3 separate regions of the Mus musculus genome follow, and regions 1 and 3 are each linked to region 2. The links are chromatin contacts, called in public Hi-C and HiChIP or PLAC-seq maps. All regions are on one chromosome and are shown on one strand. The core of a region is the stretch at or near the end of the contact, and the rest is flanking DNA. Distances in the headings are between cores, read along the strand shown. Region 1 overlaps Mlxipl (MLX interacting protein-like). Region 2 holds the start of Bcl7b (B cell CLL/lymphoma 7B). Region 3 overlaps Baz1b (bromodomain adjacent to zinc finger domain, 1B).

What was found. Hi-C and Micro-C count contacts between places; a contact is called where the count stands out from the background. HiChIP or PLAC-seq counts read pairs in DNA pulled down with a chosen protein or histone mark.
Region 1: a contact with region 2 is called in a Hi-C map of bone marrow-derived macrophages, with 60 read pairs. The contact joins the enhancer-like site here to the promoter of Bcl7b in region 2. A contact is called at or near these places in 3 of 39 promoter capture datasets (liver, macrophages and trophoblast stem cells), 5 of 484 Hi-C or Micro-C datasets (bone marrow-derived macrophages, liver, myeloid progenitors and 1 more), 6 of 115 datasets of contacts at active chromatin or transcription factors (effector CD8 T cells, embryonic stem cells, intestinal villus epithelium and 2 more) and 4 of 9 other capture datasets (adipose tissue, embryonic stem cells, liver and 1 more).
Region 3: an H3K27ac HiChIP or PLAC-seq map of embryonic stem cells shows a contact between it and region 2, with 7 read pairs. The contact joins the enhancer-like site here to the promoter of Bcl7b in region 2. A contact is called at or near these places in 3 of 39 promoter capture datasets (cranial neural crest, frontonasal cranial neural crest and macrophages), 1 of 15 datasets of contacts at CTCF or cohesin (CD8 T cells), 3 of 484 Hi-C or Micro-C datasets (LSK cells, germline stem cells and pancreatic cancer cells), 7 of 115 datasets of contacts at active chromatin or transcription factors (the HPC-7 cell line, the SCID.adh cell line, bone marrow-derived macrophages and 1 more) and 3 of 9 other capture datasets (adipose tissue, liver and pancreatic islet).

What each region holds. Positions count from the first base shown.
Region 1 is chr5:135,126,604-135,129,303 of GRCm38.p6, forward strand. Mlxipl (MLX interacting protein-like) reads left to right here. Exons shown (of 17, transcript NM_021455.5): 8 at 1,910-2,094. Among named protein-coding and RNA genes, the nearest start is that of Mlxipl, 21 kb to the left of the region's middle. Within about 2 kb of position 1,273, at least 11 of the 459 cell types and tissues checked have an H3K27ac peak or open chromatin away from gene starts, as enhancers often do. A contact at or near this core is called in bone marrow-derived macrophages, where this site is marked.
Region 2 is chr5:135,167,052-135,169,751 of GRCm38.p6, forward strand. It overlaps Bcl7b (B cell CLL/lymphoma 7B), which reads left to right and starts at 1,321. Exons shown (of 6, transcript NM_009745.2): 1 at 1,321-1,547. The coding sequence starts at 1,456.
Region 3 is chr5:135,222,536-135,225,235 of GRCm38.p6, forward strand. Baz1b (bromodomain adjacent to zinc finger domain, 1B) reads left to right here. Exons shown (of 19, transcript NM_011714.2): 9 at 550-683. Among named protein-coding and RNA genes, the nearest start is that of Fzd9, 27 kb to the right of the region's middle. Within about 2 kb of position 1,411, at least 9 of the 459 cell types and tissues checked have an H3K27ac peak or open chromatin away from gene starts, as enhancers often do. A contact at or near this core is called in embryonic stem cells, where this site is marked.

The DNA of each region.
Region 1 (2,700 bases), core at 23-2,522, 40 kb before region 2:
GGGGCAAGCCTGGCTCTCCCAGAACAGGTGGTTACAGTGACCCTCTCAAGCTGGCCATGCTACGGGAGAACCTTGAGCCATGAGGGTTTCCACTCTCGTCTTTCTGGAAACCCTGTGGAAGGCACCAAATTCCACAGAGGCAGGAGGTTGGGGGAGGGCAGGTTCAGGGGCAGAGATTGTGGCTGACCAGTGTGAGGACCAGGTCAGGGAAGGACTGGGGTTTGATGGGAGACTGGGAGAGGGAGGGAATCTCTGGAGGCTGCTGGGAACAGGTGTGGACAGCTCACAGTACAGGAGCAGTCTGAGGCTCTGATATGATGGGCTGGTTTGCCAGAGGCCAATCTATGCTCTAATCCCGGGCTCCAAATGACTTACTGACAAGGCAGAGAGCAATGGAACTCTGGTGACCCCTTTCTGGTCCTTCCCCATATTCCTTTGTAAAATGTGGGGACACAGGACAGTGTCCGATACTGGGAGAGATGTGGGCATGCCGGGTTCGTTCAGTCATATCTGAGGGACAGACAACCAAAGAGGCAGACAGCTTCTTGTCACTGTATACTGGTACTCAGAGCCTGTCTTCTGGCCAGGTAGAACCACCTAAGACAAACACCCACACGAATACACACACACACATACACTCACATATATTCACACATGCCACGCATAACACATATATTCATACACAAGCATCACTGCACACAAACACTTTATGCACACGCACACACACATGGTCACACACATATGCGTTCACACATGGACACACATGACAACATACATACATATACCCTACATATGCTCACCCACATGTTCAGAGGCCTACATGTATACATATATGTATATACACATGTAATCATATACATTGTATACACATATATGCACATTTTAACATATGTACACACACATGGATATACACATGCACATACATATATACACCTGATGCACTCCCATATACACTCTCAACATATGTATATACATAAATATACACACCACACAGGCATACGCACCGTGATCCTGTGACCTTCCCTAACTAACTTGGTGTTGAGAGGTGATGTATGTCAGAAAAGTCTGAGCAGCTCTCCTGGCTGGGGATTCTGGAGGGGGTAGCTGCAGCCCACCAAACCCTGCGAGAAGCTACCATGTTGGGGTCTGCTCTGACTGGCCCAGGAAGCCTTGGGCACAGAATACAGGCTGGCCAGGGTCAGAGAAAGGTGCCCGGAAGGGAGAGGGTAGGCGGGTGTCGCCCCAGCCCGGGATGTGGTTAGGCCATGAGCAGCTTGCTTCCCAAAACCAGAATAGCCCAGAACTTACACAACTCACACCCCTAAACAATCTGGCTGCCTCACCCGCCTCTCCATAAACTTTTCAGGGTCCCTGGCTCCCTGCCACTTACACCCCAACTCTGAGCCCATCCTGTGTCCCCCAAATGTCAGCCAGGACTTTATTCCATACAGCTTCAGTTTCCTGATCTCTCAGCAAGTCTAACCTCTCCCTGACCTACTGACCTCATGAACCTGTTCACCCTTGATTCATCCCTGACATATTGGGGCAACTCCCCTGTACCCCACCTTTTTCCTTCACAGGGCCTCTCTGTGACCCCTTCTTTCAAGAATGCCAACAGTGCTAGAAGGGGGAGCAGACACAGGGAGGGGAAGTGATCTAGCATTGGGACTCCATGGGTGAGCAGCTTCCTGGGGCTCTCACATACTCCTAGACCCCACCATCTTCCCCAGGGCAATCCTATCTATCTCTACCTCAGCTTCCCCTGAGTGTTCAGGAACTATTTCACAGTCTCTTGTAGAAGCCTTCCACCTCTCCTGGTCCCTATCCAACCTCTCCAGTGTGGGAACTGTGTCTATGGCCTCTTCTGAGTTCTTAATATCATTTGCTGTCCTCTGTGTCCCAATTACAGATTTCTTCACCAATTACCGCCCCCCTCAGACACCCACATCTTCAAACTACATAGAGTCCCCCAGCTTTGGCCCCATGGCTGACTCCCTCTTCAGCAGTGGGATCCTGGCCCCAGAGATGCCATCTCCAGCCTCGTCTTCCTCCTCCTCAGGGATGACCCCTCACTCAGGGAATACACGCCTACAGGTGAGCTTATCCTGCTCTGCAAGTCTGGCCAGAGCATGTGAGAGCTAGCTCGGCCTCTGCCTGGGGCCAGGAGGTAAAAAGACATTTACTGGGCCAACCAGGCAGAGGGCCCCAGAGAACCTAGGCAGCAGAGAAAGAAAACCCTACAAAACAGAATTACACGAACTGAATGGGGGTGGGGGGTGGGGGCAGATGGCAGAAGACGCACAGAACAGGGCACAATCCAGAAGAAAGCTTTTAGTTCTGTTTTGTTTTTGATACATGGTCTCAGGGCCCTGAATGGCCTTGGATTCATAGAGATCAACCTGTCTTTGCCTCCTGAGTGCAGCCACTAAAGGTGTACACCATCTGTACCTGCCTAGTATTCTGAGTCTTAGTGAATGACAGGCTAGGGAAAGGGCAAGCCAGATTGGAAGGGCCAGGAATGTGTGCATGGAAACAGAATGGGTGTGTGTCTAGACAACTGTAAATTGGCATCTTGTTTCACTAACTCCTGTGCCCAATTCAGAAGTCATTCCCCTGCCACTGTTAAGTGTCCATTCCAGTTTCATTTCTGTTGTTGTACTAAAATACCCCAAGGAAAAAGCAACTTAGAGGGAAGAAAGG
Region 2 (2,700 bases), core at 71-2,570:
TGCAGCCTTAAACTGGCCTCAAACTTTAAACGCAGTCAAGGATGACCTTGAACTCTTGGTTTTCCTGGAACTGCAAGTAAACCTCAAAGTTGATTCAAACAAGTCCCTCTGGGCATGCAACGTCAGCTGTGGGTCACCTCCTCCTTCTATTGGGTCTGTTATCACTGCTTTTCACTCCCCTCTTTCTTTTCTCTTTTTGTCCTTCCTCAACCCCCCAGAGAAAACCTCTGCATATCCCTGGTTGTCCTGGAATTCACTCTGTAGACCAGGCTGGCCTTGAACTCAGAAATCCACCTGCCTCTTCCGCCAGAGTGCTGGGATAAATGTGTTCATCACAGTCCCTGGTCCAGAAGTTCTTTCAAAAGAGAAATATTTATGTCCTCAGTACTTGGTCCAATGCACAGAACACAGGCAATGTTTTATCCAGAACTGAATTCCCTGACAGTGAAGTGGAATGCTAAAAGTATGAGCCAGGTGCAAAATACTCAGGAAGAGCCGCAGTGTGACCTGGATGTTGGAAAAGTAGTTGATTCAATCAGAAGAAATTTCCAGGTGGGTAGCTGAGAATTCGAAGACCAGAAGTCAAAATGAAGGAAGGTGTGATAATGACTCCGGAACACAGCTATTTAGACAATGATGACACAGATCTCCTTTTAGGTGAACATGCAGCGCATAAATAATTCCTTGAAGGGTCAGGGGTCATGGGGGATTAAAGGACTTGATAACAGCCTAAAACTCACTAGTGAAAACCAACTTCTACAAATTGTCCTCTGTGCCATATACATGTAAAGAAAAAAAAAAAAAAGAAAGAAAGAAAGAAAAAGAAAAGAAAAAAAGAAAATTCCAACCCCTTTGACCCCAGCACTTGGGAGGCAGAGGCTGGTAGATCTCTGAGTTCAAGGCCAGCCTGGTCTATAGAGTGAGTTGCAGGACAGCCAGGGCTACACAGAGAAGGAAACCCTGTCTCGGAAAAGCAAAATGAAATAAAATTTTCCGGTCAAATGCCATGGCACAGAGCACCGGAGAGGCAGAATCAGGTGGTTGTGAATTCGAGGTTGGCCTGGTCTACAGTATTGAAAATTCCCGGGCATGCATTGAAGCAGCAGGTAGGGAAAGTGGTGACTTGGAAACCTCATCCCACCACCACCCTCGCAGCCTCGCCTGGCCCACACCACGTGCGGACGACGATGGGCTCAGCCTGGCAGCAAGAGGGCAAAGGGTCTCTGGAGGCGCACAGCAGGGACGCCCCCGGGCGGGTGCGCAAGCGCGCTGAGGCCTTGAGGGCCCAAGGGGCGGGCGGGTGCGCGCGCTCCCTCGCGCACGCGCGCACGGAGGGGGGGCGACGGCCGCGGTGACGTGCTGCGGTGGCAGCGGGTGGACGGCGACGCGTGAGGCGCGTGATATCCCGCGTCTTGGGAGCACTGTCCCGGCCCCCAGCCACTCCCCGCCGCCGCCATGTCCGGCCGTTCGGTCCGGGCCGAGACCCGTAGCCGGGCTAAAGATGACATCAAGAAGGTGATGGCGGCCATCGAGAAAGTGCGGAAATGGTGAGGGGCGGGAGCGGAGGGGTTGCTGACGTGGGGTTGCGGGAAAGCCGGCGCGGAGGCTCGCCATACAGGAACAGGCAGGATGGGAACCAAGAGGCCGGCCCTGGGGGGAGGGGGCCGGAGCCAAAAAGCGAAAGGAGGGCGCGCCGGTATCGGCGTGAATTCAGAGTCCGCGTTCCCTGTAGCCAATCAGAAAGACGGTCGGCTCATGGCCCCTCCCATAGCTGTCATTAGCCGCTTCCGGCCGCTCTGCCTGGGGCGGGGCCTGGCGCTGCACAGTTGCACTTCCGGTGGAGACCTCGCGGAAATGCTGCTTGGCGGCTCCGGGTTCGGTTTCCGCTCCTGCGCAGCACAAGTGTCCGGTGATGTCCGTTGTTGCCGACTATTATACGATATAAGTGGTCGAAATTAAGCGGAAGTTTGTAAACATGGCACTTTTGGAACAGAAATTCCTGATATCTTGGATCCTTAGCCAGCCCACTCGCCATAGGTTTGCTCTTGGCGACCAAGGTACCCTGACCCTGCAAATGTTTATTGCAAACCCAGAACAATTAGCGAACAATTTAGGTCAGGATTTTATTGCTTTAAATTGTTCTGAACCAAGCCTCTGAGCCATTCACTTCACTTAACGATTTGTAATTTCCTTACTGTTTTTTGACCGGAGCTCCCTGAGGACCGCAGGCTGGCTTTAGGCTGGCAGTGATTCTTCTGCCTCAGTTTACCCAGTAGCTAAGAGGCCGCGAGAGTGGTTTGTTTGTTTTTGAATCAGTGTCCCCAATCCTTTGGCTGTCCTGGAACTCTCTTTGTAGGCCAGGGTGGCCTTGAACTCTCAAAGACCCACCTGTCTGTGTTTCCCAAGTGTTGGAAAATGTCTGCATCTTATGGCATTCCTCTGTTCCTATGTAATTCTCAAGTCTCTACCCCCTTTTGTTTTTTATTGGTAAGGAAAAGTATGTAGGCTAGAAAAATGGCTCAATGGTCAAAAGCACCTGGCTGCTCTTCCACCACATGGCCCCTAACAGCTCTTCTCCAGTCCCATGGGATACCATGTCCTCTGGCATCTGTGGGCACAGCACGTGTGTAATGCGCAGACACACACGCATGTAAAGCACCCACACACATAAAAATAATAAAATGCTCAAAAGAAATTTCA
Region 3 (2,700 bases), core at 161-2,660, 56 kb after region 2:
ATAGAAAATTTAAATAATACAGACAGATGAACTATAATCCAAAATTTTTTTTTTTTTTTAATGGTTCAGTATTTTAGAAGAGATGGTTCAGTGATTTAAGACCACTTACTGTTCTTGCATTTACTGTTCTTGGAATTGGGTCTAAGCACCCACATGGGGACTAAAACCATTTGTAACTCTAGTTCCAGGATTCTGAAAACCTCTCTGAACTCAGTCATGCATGTATACATGAAGGCAAAACATGACAGACTTAAAATAATTTTTTTGTTTTTTAGGTAAGGTATTTTAAATTCATTCCTTGTGTGGAACCTAATGAGACAGAATAGACATTACAGAAGTGACACAGACATTAGATGAATTCCAGATGTCAAGGCATCTTTGTTACCCTGTCTTTCCTTACAACTCTTCTATGTCAAATTGTGAGGAAGGCACTGTCAGCTGTGACCAGTGCTACTCCTGCTTGTTAGCAGTAAAGTGATCCAGCCGTCTCTCTGTCCACTGTTGCACTTATCATGGGTGTTACTAATTAATCCTTGTTGTGCTTTGTAGATACTGGCTCTTCTCAAACGAAGTCCCAGGATTATTCATTGAAAAGGGCTGGGTCCATAATAGCATTGACTACCGGTTTAAGCATCACCGCAAAGACCACAGCAATTTACCTGATGATGACTACTGTCCTCGAAGTAAGTATATCTGCTGCAGAGGTTGTTGACATAAAGCAGTGATCCCTAACCATGGGTGGAGGAGTGGGGGGTGGGGGAGACCTTTTCTTAGGAGTTGATAATCAGGCTAGGTTGAGGTCACAACAACATGAGGACCTATATTAAAGTTGCAGCATTAGGCAGGTTGAGAACCACTGCTTTGAGTATGGTGTCTGCTCCAGGCGGGAAGTGGTCATGTCCAGAATGCATTGAACAAGTCTGAGCTGTGTAGCAGCCCAGCACAAAACACTGGAGTACTGTTTTCCTTAGTGAGTGTGTGGCTGCCTACGAGCTGTGGCCACACCCTAGCTCAGGAAACAGAACTGCAGGGTGCTATTAGGAAAAAGATTTAAGGACTGTTTCTTTTGAGTGTGTTTTGACCTTCCTCTTTGTAAAGATGAAATATTTTTATGTGTTTGAAGCAGTGCTGTGCTATAGTTCAGGCTGGCCTAGAACTGTCAATCCTCCAGCCTCAGTCTCTTGAGTACCAGGATTGTAGGTGTGCACTTCCACCCTTGCTTTGAGATAGTTTAAGTAGGGACTGTCTGTGGTTTAGGATTCACATGGAGGACTGACTTTCCTGTGTCCCCTTTCCCGGCTGTGGTTTCTTTATTACCACCCAGCTTCTGAGAGAAGAGGAGCATGCAGAGAGAAGAGAGCATGGTAGCCCTGATCCTAGCTTAATGAGGGAAGAGGAGGAGTGAATACTTGTGGGTAGTAGATTTTACAGAAATAGCTTTCAGATTTTGTACCTTGTTAATGTCTGTAGAGGCATCAAGCCTAAAACTGAGGTAGGAGACCAAGGAAACTGTTATTTGTCCTCTTTCTCTGCTTTTTAAATTAATTCTGAAATACCTTGTATTGTGCAAAGAAAATTTAGATGTGCTGGAGATTTGACTGCAAAAAGGACAGATAAGGTCCTGAATGTCATTTCACTGCAAATCTAATAAGGAGAAAAATAGACATATCTCATCTTAAGTCAGGGACTGCTCAAGTAATCTCAGCACTAGGAGCCTGGGGTGGGCAGGAGGTGGTGAATTTGAGACCACCCTGGGCTCTGTAGTGAGACCTGTAGGGTGGGTGCAAGGATTGACTGAGCCTGAGGCACAGTGGCATGCGTCTATAGTTATAGTTCCTTGGAAGGCTGGAGCAGAGTGATATTTGAGCCCAGTTGTTGAAAAGGACAAAACAGGGAGACCGCCTACCACCTGCTTGGGATCTCATATAACCTAGGCTGGTTTTGAAGTCTTTTTTAAAGTATGTGGTATTTTGTGTGTGTGTGTGTGTGTGTGTGTGTCTGCACTGTGTGCATTTGGTGCCAACGAAAGTCAGTAGAGGCATCAGATTCTATGGAACTAGAGTTACAGATTTAACTGCCATATAGGTTCTGGGATTTAAACCCTGGTCCTCTGGAACCATTGGGTTATAATAACCTGATGAAGACTGCTTCTCAAGAATTGTATTTCTCTAGGAATGTATTTTTTATTTTTGTTTTAAAGTAGTGCTTGATTTTGAAGATACTCCTAATAACAAACTTAATGTAGCATTATTAATAATAAAACCACTCATTTCTTTTATACATCTGAAAACTTTAAGGCTTCTTTATGGTAAGTTATTTTAAGTGTAGATTATATTACCTTGCAGCACATTCTGGATTTGGTATACTTTACAGATAATATTAGTGCTATCTGATGCAGTTGAACTAGAGAAGAGTTGACTGTAGAGTCAGGCTCTTCAGATTTAGAAGTGATTCCAATAGAATGTAGGACTTCTCAAAAGCTTATCTAGAGCATCCTAGTGGAGATTTGTTTTGTTTTGTTGCCCCACCCCCTTTTTTTCTTTTGGGTGTTTTGAAACAGTTTCTCCGTGTAGCCCTGGTTGTCCTGGAACTCACTATGTAGACCAGGTTGGCCTCAAACTCAGAAATCTGCCTTTCTCTGTTTCCTGAGTTCAGGGATTAAAGGTATATATATATATGACCACTGCCTATTTGAGGATT